Regions from separate parts of the Mus musculus genome. Here region 1 is linked to region 2. A link is a contact called in public Hi-C data. All regions are on one chromosome and are shown on one strand. The core of a region is the stretch at or near the end of the contact, and the rest is flanking DNA. Distances in the headings are between cores, read along the strand shown.

The links. A called contact is a pair of places that touch in the nucleus more often than the background predicts.
Region 1: a contact with region 2 is called in a Hi-C map of B cells, with 7 read pairs. The contact joins the enhancer-like site here to the promoter of Mcur1 in region 2. A contact is called at or near these places in 1 of 39 promoter capture datasets (pre-B cells) and 1 of 484 Hi-C or Micro-C datasets (B cells).

What each region holds. Positions count from the first base shown.
Region 1 is chr13:44,515,173-44,520,315 of GRCm38.p6, reverse strand. No RefSeq gene overlaps it. Among named protein-coding and RNA genes, the nearest start is that of Gm47792, 8.3 kb to the right of the region's middle. Within about 2 kb of position 2,300, at least 22 of the 459 cell types and tissues checked have an H3K27ac peak or open chromatin away from gene starts, as enhancers often do. A contact at or near this core is called in B cells, where this site is marked.
Region 2 is chr13:43,557,155-43,562,152 of GRCm38.p6, reverse strand. It overlaps Mcur1 (mitochondrial calcium uniporter regulator 1), which reads left to right and starts at 1,962. Exons shown (of 9, transcript NM_001081059.3): 1 at 1,962-2,384. The coding sequence starts at 2,027.

The DNA.
Region 1 (5,143 bases), core at 1,051-3,550, 960 kb before region 2:
GCCTTCGACACTCTCATATAGAGTGGAGAGTGGCTGTCCTGAGCAGGAGAATCTTCTATGGAGATTTCAGACTGGCAGTTAGTTTTTCTCCTGTTAATCTGTCTTTCCTTGGTCTAATTTACAGAGCTGCAGCCAACCAACTTAGGAGGGGAGATGGAAAAAGGTCCCTATCTGTGTGCTTACTAAATCTTTCAGTATTTCAACAGCATGGAAAATCTTGGAAGATGGGAGCCACTACCCATCATAAGCCCTGACTCCCAGTACCTATACCAAAAACACCCAGTGAACAGCTAGCTCAATGTTAAGCTGTGTGTTAGGAATGCACAAAAAACAAACAAACAAAAACAAAACTGACCTAAAACTGAGGTTTATGGTAAGGATGATGGGCTCTGGGGGAGAGTTAAGGGTATTTTGGTCAAGGCAGAATCTATATGTACAAGTCTTGCGCTGTGCCTTAAACATGTGCTGTGGGCCGAGTATACTTGCCTACTTAGTATGTTAGTGATTCTCCTGTGCTCACCTCGCCCACACAGTGACTGTAGTTGCATTCTTTAGTCCAGTACTTCATGGGTCAACAGGACCCATGAGGGCTTTTCCTTACTTAGCCATTAGGCACCAGAGAACAGTCAGGTTGGAAGCCAAGCGCTAAAGTTTCCAGGATTTGGCCATTCAGTTCCTCTTGGGATCCTGTCGTTTGAACCTGACTCTTGGCCATGCACAAAAGGGATATTTTATCTTCCTTTGGCCCTTTCTTTACGGTTTTGTCTGTACTGTTGGCAGTGGGTGCTTACCTTTTGGCAATATCTGCATTTGGGTGTTTTAACATGTCTTTTACTCCTATCCTGCCCAACTGATAGGTAATCAATTGTGAGGTTAGCAAAGAATGCCATACCTGCAAGAGGTGAGAACCCTTCCATCCCCTGCCCCTGCCTCTCGACAGGGCTCTTGCCATGTGACCTGGTCTGATGTGGTACTTACTATGTAGCCGAGGTTGACCTCAAGCTTTTGTTGATCTTTCTAAGCCCTGAGTATGTGTCGCCACACCTTACCTGGAAGAAAGTCTTAAAGGGAGATTTCTGGATTCCCGGGTTGACTTGATATTTAGAGAAGGCACGAGACTCATCCTGTTCTGTTCTTGCATTTTTATAAAAGGGTAAATGTCGTGTTGATGTGGGTGACGATGTGCCTCCTTCTCTCAGCATTTGAAACAGACGGCTTTTCCTTGGAGGACAGTTCAGAATCTCCCTGCATGGCAGTCCCTCGGGGGTGGGATGGGAGATGATCATAGCTGATTGTCACACATGACACCGGATACTGTATTAAATGCTATATCAAGGCAGCATTATCGTTTGGTTCCATTTTTGATGTGCTGATTAAGTCAAAGAGTCTAAAGTTGATTCTGAAATGTTTTGAATGTTTCTTTAGCACTGTTCTCTATTTAAAACTATTTCTCTTTCTCCTCCTCCTCTCTTTCCTCCTCCTCTTCCTTCTTCTCCTTATTTTATTATTATTTTTTTGAAGACAGTCTCGCTATGTAGCTCCGGCTGGCCGGTGGGGAGCAAACTCTGGGTTCTCGACCTTTAGCATTTTGAGAAATTCACCCATAATGCTTCTCTCCACTTTCTGGTATTTGTTTTCACAGTTGCTCTCTGTTTATGGCAGGCAACCCTGGGTTTTGATTCAGCATTTGTGTCAAGAGTTTTAACATAAGAATGAAGATTTTAGAAAAATGAATTGACTTAATGAGAGTAAGCAATGGATAGAATTTGAAGTGGTGGGGATTTCGTAGGTGTTCTGCTGATGTGTGCAGGGGAGCATGGGATGCGATGGTCCTCGTTCTTCTCCTATTGCCTAATTATAGCATCCTCTTGTCATTCATCCTCCCCCCCCAATCTTATGGGGGTATTTCCCACTTTGCCCGGCTTGATTTACTCTCTGTTCCTCTTTTTTTCTCTCCACCAGTTTCTACTGCTGGGGGATTTCCTTCTGTGAGGAGAGGACTTACCCCTATATGAGGTATGTCCTTTCTTTCTTTCTTTCTTTTTTTTTTTTTGGTTTTTTGAGACAGGGTTTCTCTATGTAGCCCTGGCTGTCCTGGAACTCACTCTGTAGACCAGGCTGGCCTTGAACTCAGAAATCCACCTGTCTCTGCCTCCCGAGTGCTGGGATTAAAGGCGTGCGCCACCACACCCGGCTTAATGTCCTTTCTTTTGCAATCTGTTTGCTTGTTGTCTAGTTCGTTATGGTGTGCTAGAGTGAATGAGATCTGTATAGCAGTGGGGTCAGGCATGCTCTCTTTGCTTGGTCTGATCATTTTAATCATTTCTTCTAGCTTCTGGTCTCGGTGTAGATCACTTTCTTTTCCTCTGTGTAACTGGTTGCCCCGCCCCCCTGTCCCCCTGCTGCTAGGGTCCAGGGGGTGGACTCTGATTCATCTCAGCATTTCGTACAGAACCCAGTGAATATACAGTATGGCTCACAATCCGAGTAATGTCTCAGCCTCGGAATTCAGAGTCATGTGAAGAACAGGAGAATCCATGAAGACACAGGTGGAGCCAGGCCCTGGACTCAATCAACCAATCAATAGACACAGGTAGAGGTTATAGACACACAGAAAGACAGACACAGACAGACAGACACATGCACGCACGCAGGCACGCACTCCCCTACGTGTAAGAAAAACAAACAAACAAACAAAAAAACCCCTCAGTACTGGTATTTGCCATTCCCAACTTTAACTAATGGCAGTACTGTGAGAGAGGAGGGCTTACTGATTAACATTGGAAGCCAAGCTATGGATGCGACTGACTGCTCTGTCCTAACTCTGTGGGCTGTTGTAGTCTGAGAGCTGCTCGCCGATCCCACTTGACATACACCAGCATGTGTGTTCTTTCTCTGCTATCCTGTATTTCTGCCCACATTGCTGGGCTTAAGAAAATGTGTGTTTGTAAGCTACGCAAGACCTAGGCTGTCTCCTGTTGAATCGGATTCTCATTAAGAAAAAAAGAAAGAAAGAAAGAAAGAAAGAAAGAAAGAAAGAAAGAGAATGGGGGAGGGGCAGTAAGCAAATAGGAAATCCAGGGACCATTCTATATATTTTTTTTTAGACCAATGCTTATTTTCTTGGCAGGCAAATGCTTTTTTCTCACCTTTTGACGTACTCCTAATGGTCCCATTAAAATACATTTAGCCTTTTCTCCCTCCTCCGTCTGCCAGCACTCCCCATCATGTGGTGAATGTCAGACAGGTTTTAAGTTCCGAAGAGCAGAGAACAGGCTGAGTTGGAACAGGATCATATGTCCTCCTCCCACCCCCTAGAAATGTGCACCCTCTCCATTTTATTGTGCAGTGTTCAGTTGCAGCTGGACCTGGAGGTGCTGGGATAACAGGAAGATGTCACTGACGCTCAAGTCTGTCTGATGCTGAGGATGGGTTCCTAAGAGGATGTCTCTTCCACTAGGAGTCCTTTGCAGCACAGGATCTGGACTGTTGTTTTTAGATGTTCCCTCGTGGCCCTGTATAGATGATCACCAACATTCCTTCCATTTCTCTGAGTAGGTGATTTTCTATGGTGACTAGGGGTGAGGGGTGGTAGTGGTGGTGCTACGGAGCACCTCAAATTCCCTTCCCCATCTCCTGGAGTGACACAAGATTCCTTACAGGAAACTGCCTTTCTCTGCCTGTGGGAAGGAGTGCTGCATCTTGTGGTTTTTGAGGTTCTAGCAGCCAAGGAGGGGCTTACAAGGCTGCCGGGCCAAGCAGGCAAGAAGGGGTCCGGTACCCTTCTCTCTCTTCTGAAGACCTTCCAAGGGTAGAAACCAAACCCAGGCTCTGACTCAGAGAATTGTGGATGGTCAAAAGATGTTCATTATGATAGCTATGATGGGGACCTACAGAAGCACCCAGAGAGGAGCCTGGTCCAGGGACGAGCAAGAGGAAGCCTGGAGTCAGATGCTCCTATGTTGATGCCTTGGAGCAGAGGAGGGGGGCAGTCTACCCTCTAAAGCAGTGGGTCTCAACATGTGAGTCATGACCCCTTAGGGGCAGAACAACCCTTTCACGGGGGTCACCTAAGACCATCGGAAAACACAGATTTTTACATTGTGATTCATAACTGTAGTACAACCAATTTATGCTTAGCTCTGACTAGCTTACAAATAAATGAGACTTAGACTAAGGTTATTTTATTTGGCTTTTACAATTACTGAGAGATAACCCCTAAACTACTCTTCTAGATGTTGGCCTGGCCGCCTCCCCAGCAGTATACCCCAGATACTTGCTGTTTCTCCTGGCCATGTGCTTATGGTCTGTCTTCCTTCATGGTAGCTTCCTCTCTTCCTATTGGAACAGAAGCCATCATGGCTAGTTGACTCATGAAAACGTAGCACAGAGGACTGGCCAGTTGGGGTTAAGAGCAGCTCAGATGAAATATAGTAAAGTAATAACTTGGTTATGCATAGGAAAGTAGATTTTAGTAGCATAGAGGGTAGATAACTGGCCCTCTCTTGTGCTATTTAAGGCTTATTGTAAATAATAAAAGTTGTGTGTCTTTCATCTGGAAACTAAATGATCAAGGCTAGAAACCCTGAATTGGGATTAAAAATTTTGACAACATAGAACTATAGCAAAATTGCAGTTATGAAGGAACAGCAAAAATTATTTTATGTTGGGGGTCACCACCACATGGGTGACTGTATTAGAAGGTCAAAGCGCCGGTTGTGGTGGCACACACCAGTAGGATTTGCTGAAGGAGGCAGAGGCAGGAGGATCACAAGTTCAAGGCCAGCCTGGGCTACACATTTTTTTAAAAAGCCGGGTGTGTGATGCACGCCTTTAATCCCAGCACTTGGGAGGCAGAGGCAGGCAGATTTCTGAGTTCGAGGCCAGCCTGGTCTACAAAATGAGTTCCAGGACAGTCAGGACTACACAGAGAAACCTGTCTCGAAAAATAAGAGTAAATAAATAAAATAAAATAAAATAAAATAAAATAAATAGAAGGTGAAAGCGTAGAAAGGTTAAGAACGGCTGCTGTAACAGTTGCCAGAGCTGCCTCTTTGATGTTACTTCTCAACTATATGTCTAAGGGTCTGGGTCCCCAGAAAACACTGGAAACTAGGGTATTTCCTTTTGGCAAGTTGAAGTA
Region 2 (4,998 bases), core at 713-3,212:
TTTTGTATTCTACACTGGCCTTGAACTTGCTATGCAGTCAAGAATGCACGTGAACTCCTGATCCTTCTGCCTCCACTCCAGCAAGCTGGGACTGCTCCACCACATCTAGTCTTTCCTTTGTGCATGTATTAGACCAACCTATAGGAAATTACCAAATGTTCAACACTTTTGACCTATAAAAATAAAAACTCCTTATGGTCTAAACGAATAGGTTTCTAGTGTTTCTGGATTATTTCCTTCGATTACATTTTCCGAGCTGGGTGTTGAGCAACATTCATCAACAGGAAAGGCTGTAGGTGAATATTTTGTGTTACCTGCCACTTTACAAACTGATATTTTAACCTTTTAAGTGTCGGACTTGTACCTAATTTTTAAATTATTTGCATGTTGTAGTCACCTGCACCTGTCTTCCGCATCTGTTTACACACTCCTCTGCCCAGAGCTCTGCTCTTTTATTATGGGTCCCAGCACTTTCCACATCAGTTTGTCTACATTTTTTAGCCCTTAGCTAAAAAAAGAGGAGGAGGAGGAGGAGGAGGAGGAGGAGGAGGAGGAGGAGGAGGAACGCTAAGTACTGGTCACTTCAGGAACACAACTGTTAGGTCTTAAACCCAGGACAAAGGGCTAACTAAGGTGCTTGTTTAACACCTCAAAGCGGGCCTGGCCCCTGGTTCTCTTAGCATCTGTCAGTGCTTACTACTTAACCCGATCCTTGCCCTAGTCTGCCCTCTACCCTAACGTCTCCAGTCCAGGGACTGGGCTGCCCTTCTCTTAGATGCCCTTCTTCATATAATCCAACCATTTTAGTGACCTAACCCCTTTTCTCTACCCTTTAAACTCCTGGCTCGCCTCTCTCTCCTCCTACTTCTCCCACGTGACCAGGCTCAAGGTCATGTTCAACCCTCTGGACTTTCCCAGATGTCTCTTGCCTCTGGCTATGCTTTCCCTTTTCTGGCGACTCTCTCCACCAACATACTGAGGGGCAGTCTTGTCCTTTCATTTTCTCCTCTGTCCTCCTCCCTCTCTCTCTCTTTCTCCTCCCCTCTCCTCCCCTCCCCTCCCCTCCCCTCCCCTTCCTTCCCCTCCCTCTCTCTGTCCCAGCATAGTCCCTTGTACTTGTTATTCATCCATCCAACAAACTTTCTCAAAATAACACAAAGGACCGGTAACTGCAAAGTGCAGCAGTCTTTCAAAAAGTTCGGAACTAAAACACTGCCTGTCTCAAATATCTTATTATGCCATAGTCTAGTTTAACATTCATATCCCTACTACGTTTTACGTTTCCACACTAGGACCTTTTAATGTGCTCTAACCCAAAACAAAAACTGTAGTCCCAAGTGGTGGTCCATGCCTTTAATCGCGTCAGTCAGCGGGCAAGGTCTGCTTGGTCTACATAGAGAGTTCCAGGACAGTGGAGGCTACATAGTGAAACTTTGTCTCAAAAACGAAAAGCAAAATCAAAACTGGAAATTTAGCTGTGAGTGTATGGACTCTGAAAGCATAGTTCCCTATGCCCGGTAAATAAGTCCCTAAAATACAACCCTAGGGAACTTGAGATCCCGGCTAGTTAATAAAAATCTAAGCCAGTCGAGCTTGGTCAAGAACTTCTCAAAGGTCTGCGAAGGGCAAAGGAGCCATTAACATTCTTAAGGGCAACTGCGAAATGAAACTGTAAATCGTAGGAGCCGAAAGAGCAACGTGATTCTGCAGCGGAAAATGGCTAAGGCTCACCCTAGTTCCTGTCTGGGAGACGAGGTTAGGGCAGGCCACAGGCAGGGAACAGGGGCGTGGGGATGTAAAGGCGGACCCGGCAGAGGGCAAGCCTGGAGGAGCCTGGCTGGGGCGACCAGACTAGGGGCGAGGCCAGGGAGGGCGGGGACGAGGCCCGCGGCGATGGGGAGGAGGCGTGGCGACGGCGGAAAGGGCAGGTCTGCGCGGCGGCCCACGCTCGCTCCCGAGGCGACTCGGAGTCGGGGCCGCGCGGGAGCGACCTGCGTGCGCGCTCGGGCCTGTGACCCGCTCGGGGATGGACAGCGGCTCCGTGGCGGCCGAGCGGCCGAGGCGCACACCGAGTCGCCAGCGGCTCCCGTCCTCCGGCTGCGGAGTTCCGGCGCGCCCGGGCGTCTCCACGCTGCCCGGTGGACGAAGCTGGCTGAGGCCTCGCGGACGGGCGGCCCGCGCGTCTCCGCTGTTGTTCCTCCTGCTCGTGCCCTCCCCGCGCCTGGCCGCCACCGCCACTGCCACCGCCCCGCGTAGGACGCTGGCTGAGCGCTCGCGCCCGGGGCTCGTTCTCCCCGCGGCCGCGCTCGGCGCCGGCAGGAACGCGCTGGGCCGTCTGCGGCTGGGCGCCCGGCGTGTGGCCGCGCTTGCGAGCAGCCGGAGAGGTGAGAAAGGACGGAGGGAGGGAGGGACAGCGGGTCACACAGGTGACCGGGCTGTAGCCACGCCGCCAGGGCGAGGGTTCGCAGCCCAGAGCCCCGGTGTCCTGGCTCCGGATGACACGCGTACTCGGGGCTGCCCTTGCACACCTGTTGGAGCCAGGGAAAAGTGGAAAAAGTGCTAGAAGCCGGTGCATTCAGGACCGAGGGGCGCAGATCCCTGAATGAAGAGATGACATTTCGTTTTGATTCCAAACTATTGATTCATTCATGGCCCGCTGTCGCCCATTCTCTGCCTGGCACTTTACTAGCTGTTTCGGGTAATTTGTTCAACAAAATCTTTTCTTTCCGGAGCTTACTTCAAGCAAGATATGCAGCAGGTGTTTTTCTATATGACTACACACACTTATCCATGCTAATTTTACTGTACTAATTTGACAGATAGTATAAAGAAAAATAGAGGCTTTATGTTTAGACTTGAAGAACTCTGTGCGTTTAAATTGAGTGACCAGAGCTTTGATGTGTCATTTGGGTAATTGAAGGAGGCGAGGGACACCGCTGAACTGCATAAGAAAGTAAACTAGCTGGAATGTGCTCACAGTAAATAGTAGATAAAATCTTATCGCACAGGCCAATCAGCAAACGTGGCTTAATTACTTCTTGAGTAACCTGTTTCTGGCCATTAGTGGCCATATGCACCCATGCTTTGGTTGTCTGTATTTTTTTTTCTATGAGAATTACCTGCATCTAAAATTTAAGAATACATATGGCTAGAGGAGAAACTCCTAATAGTTCTGAAAAATGAAGGACGCTTTATATGCAGATAGGAAAATGAGCAGTGAGCTTTATGCCCGAGTTTTGTAGGATTGGGAGTTGGAGATCTGTCTGGTTTCTTTTTCCCATAACTTGCCATCCTGTGTGCTCTTTTCATTGGTTCTGCCTTGAGACCAGGTGAGAACTGTGTAGCCCGAGCTGGCCTCGAACTCACAGAGATCCCTCGTGCCACCTAAGTACTGGGACTAAAGACTGGGCTACCACACCCCTGCTTGCTGTAGTTTTCACAAGCTGTTGTTGCCTGCCAATGTGTTTGCTCATAATTTATGGTTTGGGAGCAAAGAAGGAGGTTCTTTCTCGTTGTGTTAGCAAGATCGTGCCGTTTTAGTGTTAGGCTCCGTACATCTTAAGGGACACAGCAGAAACACTAGGAAACTTTCGTGCCCCCTTTTAAAGCCATCAGCACTTTGCTCCTTTATTCTTGGCCCCGGGGTTGTTAGTTTGGCTTTGTGCCTGAGGTCCACAGTGGGACAGATCTACCTCAGGATGGTGTGCCTTGAAATTTTGCAGTTGGTTTCTAGCCTATTCAAGGGTATCTTTGGACTTCTTTTACAATTATGGATTTTAATACCCTTTGGCTATGGCGAAGGAAGGTCTCCAAAAAGGAGAATTACTCCTTACATTCTAACACTCCTCAAGTTAATGTCTTCCTGTTGTGATTCCTGGGAATTCAGAACTACTGGGTCCTCAATGTGACAGGGCAAGGTGGCATTCCCTTTCCTCTCGGGTTGAACTCCCATTGGCAAGTAGCCAGCCCTTTTCCTTACTTTTTAGAAGCCAACTTTCTTGAAATAAGCTTGCTATTTCTGGTTGTTTCTGGAAAAAGGAAAAGAAAAAAACCGTAAACGTGCCAACCACTGCTAGCAGTGGTGGTGTGTGGGTCCGGGGACCCAACTCAGTAAATAAAATACTAGAGCAGGAGGACCAGAGTTGAGGTCCCCAGAGCCCACATAAATACTAGGCTTCGCAGTGACCTGACTGTCATCCCAGCACTCAGAAGGTACAGTTGTGGGTGATCTCTAGCAGTATCCACGAGCTCTGGGTTCAATCGAGAGATGTTACCTGAGTGAATATGGTACAGATTGATCGGGAAAGATGCCAGACATTAATCTGGGGTGTCTACAGGCAGGCACGCATACGGTACATATGTACACGTGTGAATGACCGTGTGGGTGCTGGGAATCGAAAGAGCAGCCGGTGCCGTTAATTGCTGGGGCTTCTCTCCATCCCTTGTTATGATTGTGTCTTAGTCTTAGTGAACAGACATCATGAGCAAGGCAACTCTTACAAGGGCAACATTTATAAGGGCTGGCTTACAGGTTCAGAGGTTCAGTCCAGTATCATCAAGGTGGGAATGTGGCAGCATCCAGGCAGACATGGTGCAGGAGGAGCTGAGAGTTCTACATCTTCATCTGAAGGCTGCTAGCAGAAGACTTGCTTCCAGACAGCTAGGATGAGGGTCTTAAAGCCCATACCCACAGTGACACACCTACTCCAACAAGTCCACACCCACTCCAACAGGCCCACACCTTCTAATAGTGCCACTCCCTGGACCAAGCATATTCAAACCATGACAGCTTGTTTTTGTTCTGCTGTGTAGATACAGTAGAGTGGGGATGACGTTAGTGTTATAAGTCCCAGAAGTTGCTGTCTCATTAGAAACAAGGAAATGCAGGCTGCAGTGATCCTGCCATTCACGGTAGGCGTTTCTCCACCTCATAACCCTTCTGGTGGACAATTGACAGGGGTCACATATCAGATGTCCTGCATAGCAGCTGTTTACATT